2 separate regions of the Mus musculus genome follow, and region 1 is linked to region 2. The links are chromatin contacts, called in public HiChIP or PLAC-seq maps. All regions are on one chromosome and are shown on one strand. The core of a region is the stretch at or near the end of the contact, and the rest is flanking DNA. Distances in the headings are between cores, read along the strand shown.

Region 1 (5,429 bases), core at 11-2,510, 370 kb before region 2:
TTCTTGGGCCACTGGTTTTCCCTCTTGGAGCTTCTCTCTTTCTCTGTCAGAAAAGGATGCAAATGTTTGCCCAGGAGCAGCTAAAGCCACAGGTGTGTTGTTGCTGACGCTTGGCAATGTTTGGTGTCTTCTTCCCTTCCTGGAGGGGCCATTGCAATGGAAGTCTTGGAGTCTTAGGACAGAGGTGAAAATCTCAGGTCAGTAGTTATTTCCATTGTAGTTTGACAACCTGAAATTACTCAGGAAGAGGGATTAATGAGAAAACTTATTGAGATCAATTACTGGGGTACTTGGACTGTGGTCATATCTTTGGGAATTGTCTTGATTGCTAATTGAGGTGGGCAGGTGTCTTAGACACTGTCCTATTGCTGTGAAAAGACACCATGACCAAGGCAGTGGCCGTGGTTTTGGCTGTGTGCAGAAGGACCAACATGATGGAAGGCACTGGGTGAAGGGAGGCGGGTGGGGAGGAGATTGGCTGGAGGGGTTGGTACAGCCAAACAGAGGCAAGGTAGGCTCAAATATCACAGGACTTTTGAGACAATGAGGGTCTTGCTCCCAGCCAGGAGACAATGAAGCAGCTGGAATAAAGTATTACACTCTCAATGCTCCTTCACAGCTTTAGTGGTGGTCTGTTACCTGTCACCTCAGACTGGTTCAAGGGTCTTTGAAGTGTGAAACCAGCTTAGCCAGCTTGATTTGTTCTTTCTCCTTTCTTTAACTTGTCTAGGATAGCCGAGTGCAGGGCAGGGGTCAGAAAGGAGTGAAATCAGCCCTGAACTTTGAAATGTTTGTCATGCTGTAGATGAAAAAGGCACAGGGGTGGCTATGCCCCGGGCATCCTGAGAGCCGCCTGCTGCTGCAGCTACTGTTCACATCTCTGCATTCACTTTTGCCTCTTTTGCTGGATTCTTACAGCTGTATGACAAAAGAACCAGTTACTCAAGCCACATTCAACCACTCACAAGGCAAGCGATGTTGCAGGAAGACTTTCAGCTACTGAATTTAGGATAAGGAGTGGTACTCTTAGCGGCAATCAGTGTGCACATTCTTGCTCTTGGCAGACTAACTATGGCCTTTGAACCCTGGATTCTCATTGTAGAATAATTGCTATGTGTCGGGAGACCACGCTCAGGGGAGGCAGAGCTGGCTCCCTACAGTGAGAAAGGCTCTGTTTCCCTTTGCATACATACCCACTTCTAAGAAACAGCCTTCTTCAAAAGGTATGAGTGGTTCTTTTGATTACCAGTAGATGGCGCCCAACACCCCCGTGGGAACTAAGGTCGTGGCTTCCTGTGTCTCTCCACTCCCCCGCCCCCGCGGCCTCGCCCCCATTCAGCCCCATCTTCTCCTTCTTGGGAGGGGCCTGTCCTTTCAGGTCCCAGGCAGAAAGTCACATAAAACAATTTGTGTCAGTCAGCAGATTCCTTGAAGATCGAACTGAATGATGAATGCAGGGTTGGAGGGCTCTTTTGACCTCTTTTTCTCTCTCTTTGTTTCCTGTGAATGCCTCATGGGCTGCCTACTGGCTTTGCACAGAGGACTCCTGGACTCCTTTGTGACTTTAGACCTTTCCCAAATGTTTCCCGACTGCTTCTCCTCCAGGTTCTTTCTAGCCAAGGAAAGACATTCAGAGAACACACCCTCAGCCATGCATACTCTCTACAAGCGCTCTCTCCCCCAGCTCCAAGCCCGAAGAACTCCTGGCCTTTCGGACAGAAACCTACTTTTTGTCTGTGGCCTCTACTGAGGATCTGTCTGCTCTGATTTTCAAGTAAAGAAAGCTTTGCCCAGCAGGGAAATGGGTCTTGACTTCAGACCCGATTTTCCCAAGGGCCAAGCAAGTCTCTTGGAAAGGCCAGTATCACCATGCCTTTTCTCTTTCTGACCACAGATGGACTGTCATAATATTTTTAACTTTGCTGGCTCTTTACTTCCCACTTTTGTTTTGCAGGTATCCTGTGCTGGTCCCAATGGGACACTCTGACCTATTGACTCAGTATTCAGTATCAGGACTGTAGTTGGTATTTAAAAAATAGGGCAGATGTTCCAAAAATGTGTTAGCCATGGCATAAGAAAGTATCTTTAAGACTTAGAGACAGATTAGCCAGTAAAGTGCTTGTCTTATAAGCACAAGGAACTATATTTTACCCCCAGAACTCATGGGAAAAGAAGCAGGGCTTGGTGGCTCTTGCTTCTAATACCAGCATTGGGGTGGCAGAAAAAGGTTCTGTCTCACTGGGGTTCATTGTCTAACTAGTCTAACCTACTTGGCAAGTTCCAGTGAACTACCCTGTCTCAAAACAAAACAAAACAAAACAAAACAAAACACAACAAAACCCCCAAACAACTAAACAACCAAAAAATCCCCAAAACAAACAAGGGGAGAGAGTATCTGAGAAATGATACCCGAGGTTGCACATGTAAATGCACATGCACACGCAATGCACACATGTGTGCCTGTGTACAAATAAACACACATCACAGCCATACATAAGAAAGTGACATTTCCTTCCACCCATCCCCCATCCTCTATGCCAGACAATAGGACTTCTCTTAGTATATACACAGAAACATGCAAAAATGGACTTTGTCCTCCAGGAGCCTCTGGCCAAAGGTGGAGTAGGGGGGTAAGAAAACAGACACAGAAATTCCCAGGTGAGACACACTGTAGATCTATGAAGCCTGGAGCTAAAAGGTGACATAAGAGTGGCCTGCTCCTTGTCATTCAGCAACCATATTGGGCTTTCCTGATCCCTAAAGTGTTAAGTCTCACGGTTCTGGAAGTCTTGGTTTCTAGAGGGCACTTGTAACCATCAGGTAATGTGAGTCCATCAACCCCGAGGGTTGCAGCTCCTTCCAGGTTGTACTGGGTTCCTTGTGAAGAGCCATTCCAGGAGTGGCTGTCCTGGGAGGAGTTATGGGCCCTGCTCCTCAGGAAGAAAGACAAGCTATACTGCTTCATGATGCTTCCCAATGGAGAGTGGGGTAGAAAGAGGTTTGTCATTGAGGTGGCCCTCTGGGCATCCCTGACACTCAGTTTTAAGTAAATGGGTAAGTTCCACAGCGGTAGCTAATAAGGATGCAACGAGCCCTGCTTGTCAGGTGCAGGGTCTTGGTCTCCCAAGTGCTTCAGCCTGGGAAGAACAGGGCCAGCTCTCCTGACTGCTGCAGGTAGTGAGGGGCCGTCATGGAGTGTCACCCTTGCACACACACCACCTCGTGGCAGACAGATGAGTGGCAGGGCCAGCTTTTCCACGCTCCCCCCCCCCCTCAGGCTGGCTCACCTGCGCCCCCACTGCTAGGGTCAGCTCTTCTGTGCTGTCCAGGTGGAGTGAGTATATATGTCTATAGAGGTGAGTATATTGTGCACATAGATGCCATTGGGGTTTTCCGCTGCTCCTCTCTGCTTGACTTCTCGAGACATCGTTGCTCACTGAACTATGAGTCTTATTACTTCCCCTAGACTGGCTGACCAGTGAGCCCCGGGGATCCTCCTGCCTCCGCGGTGCCTTTGGAGTTCCTTTGGAGTTCCTGTCTCCACACTTGCAGTCAGGCACTTCACTGACTGAGACGTCTCCCAGCGCCGGCTTGTTAATTTATTTGTAGACATATGGTGCTTTGTGTTTTTCCAGGGCTGAGTCTGCTTTATCATTATTATTTTTTGGTCTGTAACTTCCCCTGCTCTCATGCTTAGAATGTCAGTCTCAATCCATCTCTCAAAAAAAATGTCAACTAGAGAGGCTTTGCCGCTTAGCAGAGGGGAAGGGAAGGGCTGCCTGTCTTTGGAACCACAACTGACAGGTGGAGCTGATTTTTCTGTGTGATGATTTTCCCTCTAGCTGAGCAGGGCAAACTGCCTCCAGGGCCCCTATTAGCTGACATGGGGCTGAACAGCAAAGGCCTCGTGTTGTGTAGCTGTGAAGCCAGCAAGAAATGACACAGCATTCACACCTGAGGGTTTTTGTTTTTTGTTCCTACAATGAGCATCAGCCTGACCCAGAACTGGGTAGCTATAGCTCTCCTTTGTTCATTTGCAGTCTTGCTTTGGTTAATTGTCACAGACCTCAATGGCTTGAATACCATGTGGTAGTTTGTATCTTCCTCATTGATGGCTCTGACAAGCTGTGTAAGTGTCCCACTCTTCCACCCCAAACACAGTGGTTCTCAACCTTCCTAAAGCTGTGGCCCTTTAACACAGTTTCTCATGTGATGACCCCCCAGCCACAACATTATTATTATTTTTTGTTTAAATTATTATTATTATTAATCTTTTAATAGTCCAGTCGCTATCTCCCTCCCAGTTTGCTCTCTGACTGTTCCTCATCCAATTCCTCCTCCCCCATCTCCAAGAGGAGGTCTCCACCCCACCCATCCGCACCCTGCTAGGCCTCCCCACTCCCTGGGGCCTCAAGTCTCTTGGGGGTTAGATGCATCTTCTCTCATTGAGGCCAGACCAGGCAGTCCTGTGCTTCCTGTGCTGTATATGTGTTGGGGGCCTTATATCAGTTGGTGTATGCTGCCTGGTTGGTGGTTTAGTATCTGAGAGATCATGGGGACAAGGTTAGGTGAGACTGCTGGTCTCCCTATAGGGTCGCCTTCCTCCTCAGCTTCTTCCAGCTTTTCCCTAATTCAACCACAGGGGTCCTCAGTTTCTGTCCATTGGTTGGGTGTAAGTATCTGCATCTGACTCTTTCAGCTGCTTGTTGGGTTTCTCGGAGGACAGCCATGCTAGGCTGCTGTCTGTAAGCACATTATTATGACATAGCATCAGTAATAGTGTCGGGCTTTGGAGTTTCCCCTTGAGCTGGATTCTAATTTGGGCAGGTCACTGAACCTCCTTTTCCTCAGTCTCTTCTCCATTTTTGTGCCTGCAGTTCTTTCAGACAGGAACAATTCTGGGTCAGAGTTTTTGACTGTGAGATGGCAATCCCATCCCTCCACTGATGCTCAGTCTTTCTATAAGTTCCCTCTCCCCACTGTTGGGCATTTCATCTAAGGTTCCTCCCTTTGAGTCCTGAGCATCTCTCACCTCCCAGGACTCAGTACATTCTAGAGGGTCTCTCTACCTTCTACCTCCCGAGGTTGCCTGTTTTCATTCTTTCTGCTGGCCCTCAGTGTTTCATTCCTGTCCCCCACCCAATACCTGATCATGTCCATAATTTTTTTTTTCAAGACAGGGTTTCTCCGTATATCCCTGGCTGTCCTGGAACTCACTCTGTAGACCAGGCTGGCCTCAAACTCAGAAATCCACCTGCCTCTGCCTCCCAAGTGCTGGGATTAAAGGTGTGCGCTGCCACCGTCCGGCCATAAAATTATTTTTGTTGCTACTTCACATCTGTAGTTTTTCTACTGTTATGGATAATAATATAATTACTTGATATATAGAATTATTTTATATGATATAAGGGGTTGAGACCCACAGGTTG
Region 2 (5,119 bases), core at 232-2,731:
AACTATGGGTGTCAAAAGCCATGTCACTAGAAACAGCAGGGCTTTGCTCAGGGGTCAGAAAGGAGATGGTCTGACTAGAGGATAAGCAGCTCTTTTAAAGGCTGGTTCTTGACTGACATTAGGAGAATCATCTGGAATGCAGGCCAAGTAGCTGATTCTTAGCTCTGATTATTACATCAGAGTCACTAGGGATGGGACCTCTCATAGACTGATTGGAAATACGGATGTCTTTCCCCCCACTTTTTATATAGCCTATGACATTTGTAATATAATGTTGTAGCTCTTCTCATCAGTAGATGTAGTAGGCTCTTCCCATTCTTTGATCTGGGCTGGTCATGTTATTTTCTGTTCTACTTGGCTTTACCTGTCAATTTAATACAACCTAGAGTTATCTGGAAAGAGAATCTCATTTGAGAAATTGCTTTCATCATGTTGGTCAGAAGGAATACATGTGGGAGAGTATCTTGATTGTTAATGACTTAGGATGGCCCAACCCACTGTGGATGGCACTATTCCTTAGGAAGGAGTTCCTGGATTGTATCAAAGAAGAGAGAACTAGAGCCAGTAAAAAAGCATACAAAAGGATGGATTGATTTTTCTCTGCCCTTAATTGGTGACTAGCTACTTTGAATTCCTGCTTCATCTTTCCTTGATGATGGAATATAACCTGGACTTGTAGTCTAAAAAACCCTTTCCATTCTTTGATATTTTTGTAGATGCTTTATCACAGTAACAGAATCTCTGGGCAGTAGAATGAAGGGAGATGTTGCCAATAGTAATTAAAAACCAAAATGCATAGCATTCTTCTGTGTCCTTTCTTCAAAATTGCTGATAATCTAAAAAGAAAAACAGAACATCCCACTACAGAATACTTGACAATATCAGGGAGGACCCCATTATCTCTCTAAGGACATCCTTGCCAGAATCCTAGCAAACCAGTCTCTGGCATTTGAGACCACCAAGGTCATCAAAGCTGTTTCTTGACCCATACCTGACCATGGAATATTCATAAGTCTAGAGATCAATGGCACAAAGTATTAATCATGCAATCAGCAATATTAATTAAGCTATTAACCTTGAAGTGGCTTGTTTTGTGTCTGGAGAGAAGAATATGGGCTAAGGGTGTTCTGAGCATTGGGGGAAGGTCAAGCCTAGTAGGATTTTTCAGGCATGATGGTGGATTTGGAACTCTAACCTAAGGAGCATGAGATGCTCCTAAAATGATCTAAGCATGCAGTGACACAATTAGGCTGGTGTTGTAGGCAGACCAACTTGGCTTTTCCCTTGAGAGTCAGTGGTGAGGGCAGAGGTTCAGAACCAACCACAGGAGCCTACATGGTCAGGTTTTGTTTTCTTTTAAATGTATACACTGTGCTTCAGATCTGTCTGAAAAGATAAAGACAGCTGCTCAGGTCCTGGCTGCAAGCCGACAGGGAACTGAAAGGGGCGAAGCTTAAGCATCACAGCACTGCTGTGGTGTGCTCTCCTGGGGTCACAGCAACGTAGAGATATGCATGGCCTTGTCACGGCCATGTAGAGATATGCATGGCCTTAAGGGTGGGGGTGGGGTAGGGCTGGAGGATTCTGTTCGCTTGATGACAGGGGTGGGAGAGGGTGTGGGGTGGAGGGGAGGGATGCCATTAAGGAAGGTACACAGCATGGGGTGCTGCCACAAGGCAAAGCATGAAGTGTAGGACAGATGAAAAGATAAGAATGCAGGCAAGAAGGGGCCAGGTTCTAAAGGATTTGACTGGCACCTGCTGAGACAACACTGCAGGCCAAAATCCTAAAGGAACTGAATTCCAGAGGTTCCCAGTACCAGGCACACAAGTGAATTTGTGAATTAAAAAGGAGAAGTTGAAAAGGTCAGAGCCCCACCCTGGAAGCTTGCATGACAGGTGTCACCCCAGAGGTCTGACTTTTTGCTATTCTGAACACTGGGGGCAGGACAAAGAAACCACCAGTAGCCACAAAGATCTCTTAGATTATTAACTTTGATCCCAGAATCTTAAAGGAGTCTCAGCCCTCAGCTACTCCAGACAATCTTCCGGAGGCAGCAGTCAGCAAGACAAGAAGAGAACATTTTTGTCACAGCACGCCCCCCACCCTCCACCCTGGAGTGTCTGATATCCCCTGCTGCCAGTCTCCAGCTGTCTGTCTAGACTAAGCACAGATTGGACCTGTGAGGTACTGAACACTGTGATCCAGGCCCACTCACTCCTGCCTGACTGCAGGGTGAACGTTCAAGAACAGAATCCAGGCTAGAGAGACGCTTAGGGAAAACTCTCCCCCACCAGGAGTCTTTCAGCATTTGCCACAAAACATGAGCAGAATTTGGATGGAGAATTGGGGCAGAGGCCTTCTTTTTCTTCTCACGATATCTTTAGGTATTTGCAATAAACTATGCTCATCTCTGTTCACTGCAGTGCCTCATCTACAGATGTACACAGGACCATGGAGCTTAGAAGAACCTTGATTCCATACCAGAAATGACCACTTCTCTCTCTCTCTCTCTCTCTCTCTCCCTCCCCCTCCCCCCCACCTCTGTCTGTTCTCTCTCTGTTTCATGCATGCCCACACTCACAGGACCTGCTCCAGTATAAGACCTTGGGAAATTAAAAAATCTCCATGAATGGTAACTTTTTGTTTTCTTTTGTTTTGTTTTTGTTTTGTTTTTGAGACAGGGTTTCTCTGTATAGCCCTGGCTGTCCTGGAACTCACTCTGTAGACCAGGCTGGCCTTGAACTCAGAAGTCAGCCTGCCTCTGCCTCCCAAGTGCTGGGATTAAAGGCGTGTGCCACCACTCCAGCATTTTTTTTTTTTTTTGGTTGAATGGTAACTTTTCAAAGACCAGTTATCTAAATGAATGAGAAATGAACAGTTTCTTTCAGTATTCAAATATATATGAAAGTCTACTTTGAGAGCTAAAGTAGCTTTCCATGGTAACAGCTAGGGATGAGGTGGACCCAGGATAACACAGACACACATACAAACATACATACATACATACATACATACATACATACATACATACACATACATACGGAGAGAGAGGGGGGGAGAGGGAGAGTGAGAGAGGGGGGGTGAGAGGGAGAGGGAGAGAGAGAGGGGGGAGGGAGAGGGAGAGGGAGAGGGAGAGGGAGAGAGAGAGAGAGAGAGAGAGAGAGAGAGAGAGAGAGAGAGAGAGAGAGAGAGAGAGAAACAGGTACATAACGGCACCCACTTCCTCTTTGGTACCTTGCCTGTGTTGCTTCTGTGGCAGGGTCACCTCTCCAGGACTGAGAGTCAGGAAGCTTGCTAGAGATTTCTGAGAGGGATGGACAGCTGCTTCTGACTGTTCTCAGCAGTAGGGGTGCTGAGCTGCCCTCTCCTTAACAGTTCAGACAGAGAGCATGTGTGAGACACGAGGAAGCCCTAGGCTCCCCCACGTATCCACCCTGGGAGAACTCTAGTAGGGCTTTGAGATTCTATATACTGTGATCAGTTGGATGATGTTTTCATATTCCTTCTCAACCTCTTTTTGAATACTGTGATTACTATCCTGGGGTCCCAGAGAAACCCAAGAACACCCTACTCTGAGTATACAGGAAACTGTCTTCTTGAATCAATAATAACAAATTTTTCTTAAGCATGTCAAAGTAAACACAGGCCACAGGCTGGTTCCTAGTTCTCCCTGGACCATGAGAGTGCCTTTCCTTTTTCCATGGACTACCATCCATGGTCTTTGACCTATGCATGTTCAACATGAATTATCCTACATCCTGTCCCTTCACTGTGTCCACACCATCTTGTGGAATGAAACAGTGCACCCTGGAACAATGTCTGATCTTTGAAATGCCTCCCATTATGAGGCTTGATTGTCAAGAACCATACAATAAAGGCAGAATCAGTTACATAACATGTGTGGCCCAATGAAATACTGTAAATTTGAAATCTGATATTCAAATATTACCATGAACTTCAAGACTTGGGAGTAGGACAGTAAAACAAACACACATGCAGCCTTTTCTATTGTATCAGTTTCTTATAATCCCACAGCCCACATGCAGTTACACTCATAGACATGTTCTTAGTTGACCCAGGAGAGTGTAGTGGAGGTAGCATGGCAGAGACTGGGACTGAGAGTGCTAACCTGAGTGAGTATTTGACACTCTCTATACGAAATAGCTGTGAAAACTGCTAATGTTTTCAGCTATATACATAACACAGTTCCTTCCTTGAAGGGAGACTCTAGTTCTAGCCTTTCCCCTGCAGAAGAGCTGACTCAACAAGAAACATGTCTTGTTCATATTTATCTAGGTAATTGTGCTGTGTGTAGGCACTGGGACCCTCCATTTCAAGACTGGTGAACTTTCATCAACCAGCCCACTGCTCATTCTTCCAGCTGTCTAAGGCATTTCTAGCTTGACTAATAACTAGTGCTCCTCCACAGATGGTGTGAGGCTGAACCAACCATCTGCAAGAGTAGCTCCACTTCCTGCCTTGGTGCTGTGTCCTGTGACTGCGTTGTTTTGAGATGAATGTTATCCTTCATCACAGGATGCTTGGGGTGGGGATGTCTTCCGCTGGTGACTTCTCATATTGCTCGTGATGAAATAGCTCTCTGTGCAGGGTTGCTTTGCAGCCACCAAGCAACAGCATCAAGCATTACCAGTAAACCTGGTAGCAGATAATTCAAAGGCTACACTGCCAACAAAGATATGGTCCACTGAAATTATCACACAAGAATACCATTGACCATGTACTGTATCAAAGCTTAATATTGACAATGATACTACAAAAAGCATGTTTGGGGGATTATAAGAAACTGATATAATAGACTAGTCTAATTTGATTTTATGATTTTTTTTTTTAGAAAAGAATATTAGCCCATAATAATCTGTCTACCTGGCTCAAATCTCACCATATATGGTGATGATGTTGGCTTCTAAGCAAAGGCATTGTGTCAATAGCTCCTTTATCTCCTGGATCCAAGAAAAAACAGGAAGAAAATCAATGACAACTTTGACACTTAAATTTCTTTTTCAGTTACAAACAATAGGATATATTTCAAAGATCAGGACTTCTGGATCCTTGGCACTATCATAATTTCTAGTGATCTTTGCAAGAATATGGAGAA

What was found. HiChIP or PLAC-seq counts read pairs in DNA pulled down with a chosen protein or histone mark.
Region 1: a contact with region 2 is called in a CTCF HiChIP or PLAC-seq map of pro-B cells, with 7 times the contacts expected there. The contact joins two enhancer-like sites. A contact is called at or near these places in 1 of 39 promoter capture datasets (the C10 cell line), 3 of 15 datasets of contacts at CTCF or cohesin (the NIH/3T3 cell line, large pre-B cells and pro-B cells), 6 of 484 Hi-C or Micro-C datasets (B cells, centrocytes, cerebral cortex and 1 more), 3 of 115 datasets of contacts at active chromatin or transcription factors (embryonic stem cells and large pre-B cells) and 1 of 9 other capture datasets (embryonic stem cells).

What each region holds. Positions count from the first base shown.
Region 1 is chr12:16,505,397-16,510,825 of GRCm38.p6, reverse strand. No RefSeq gene overlaps it. Among named protein-coding and RNA genes, the nearest start is that of Lpin1, 82 kb to the left of the region's middle. Within about 2 kb of position 1,260, at least 69 of the 459 cell types and tissues checked have an H3K27ac peak or open chromatin away from gene starts, as enhancers often do. A contact at or near this core is called in pro-B cells, where this site is marked.
Region 2 is chr12:16,132,838-16,137,956 of GRCm38.p6, reverse strand. No RefSeq gene overlaps it. Among named protein-coding and RNA genes, the nearest start is that of Gm48606, 97 kb to the left of the region's middle. Within about 2 kb of position 1,481, at least 66 of the 459 cell types and tissues checked have an H3K27ac peak or open chromatin away from gene starts, as enhancers often do. A contact at or near this core is called in pro-B cells, where this site is marked.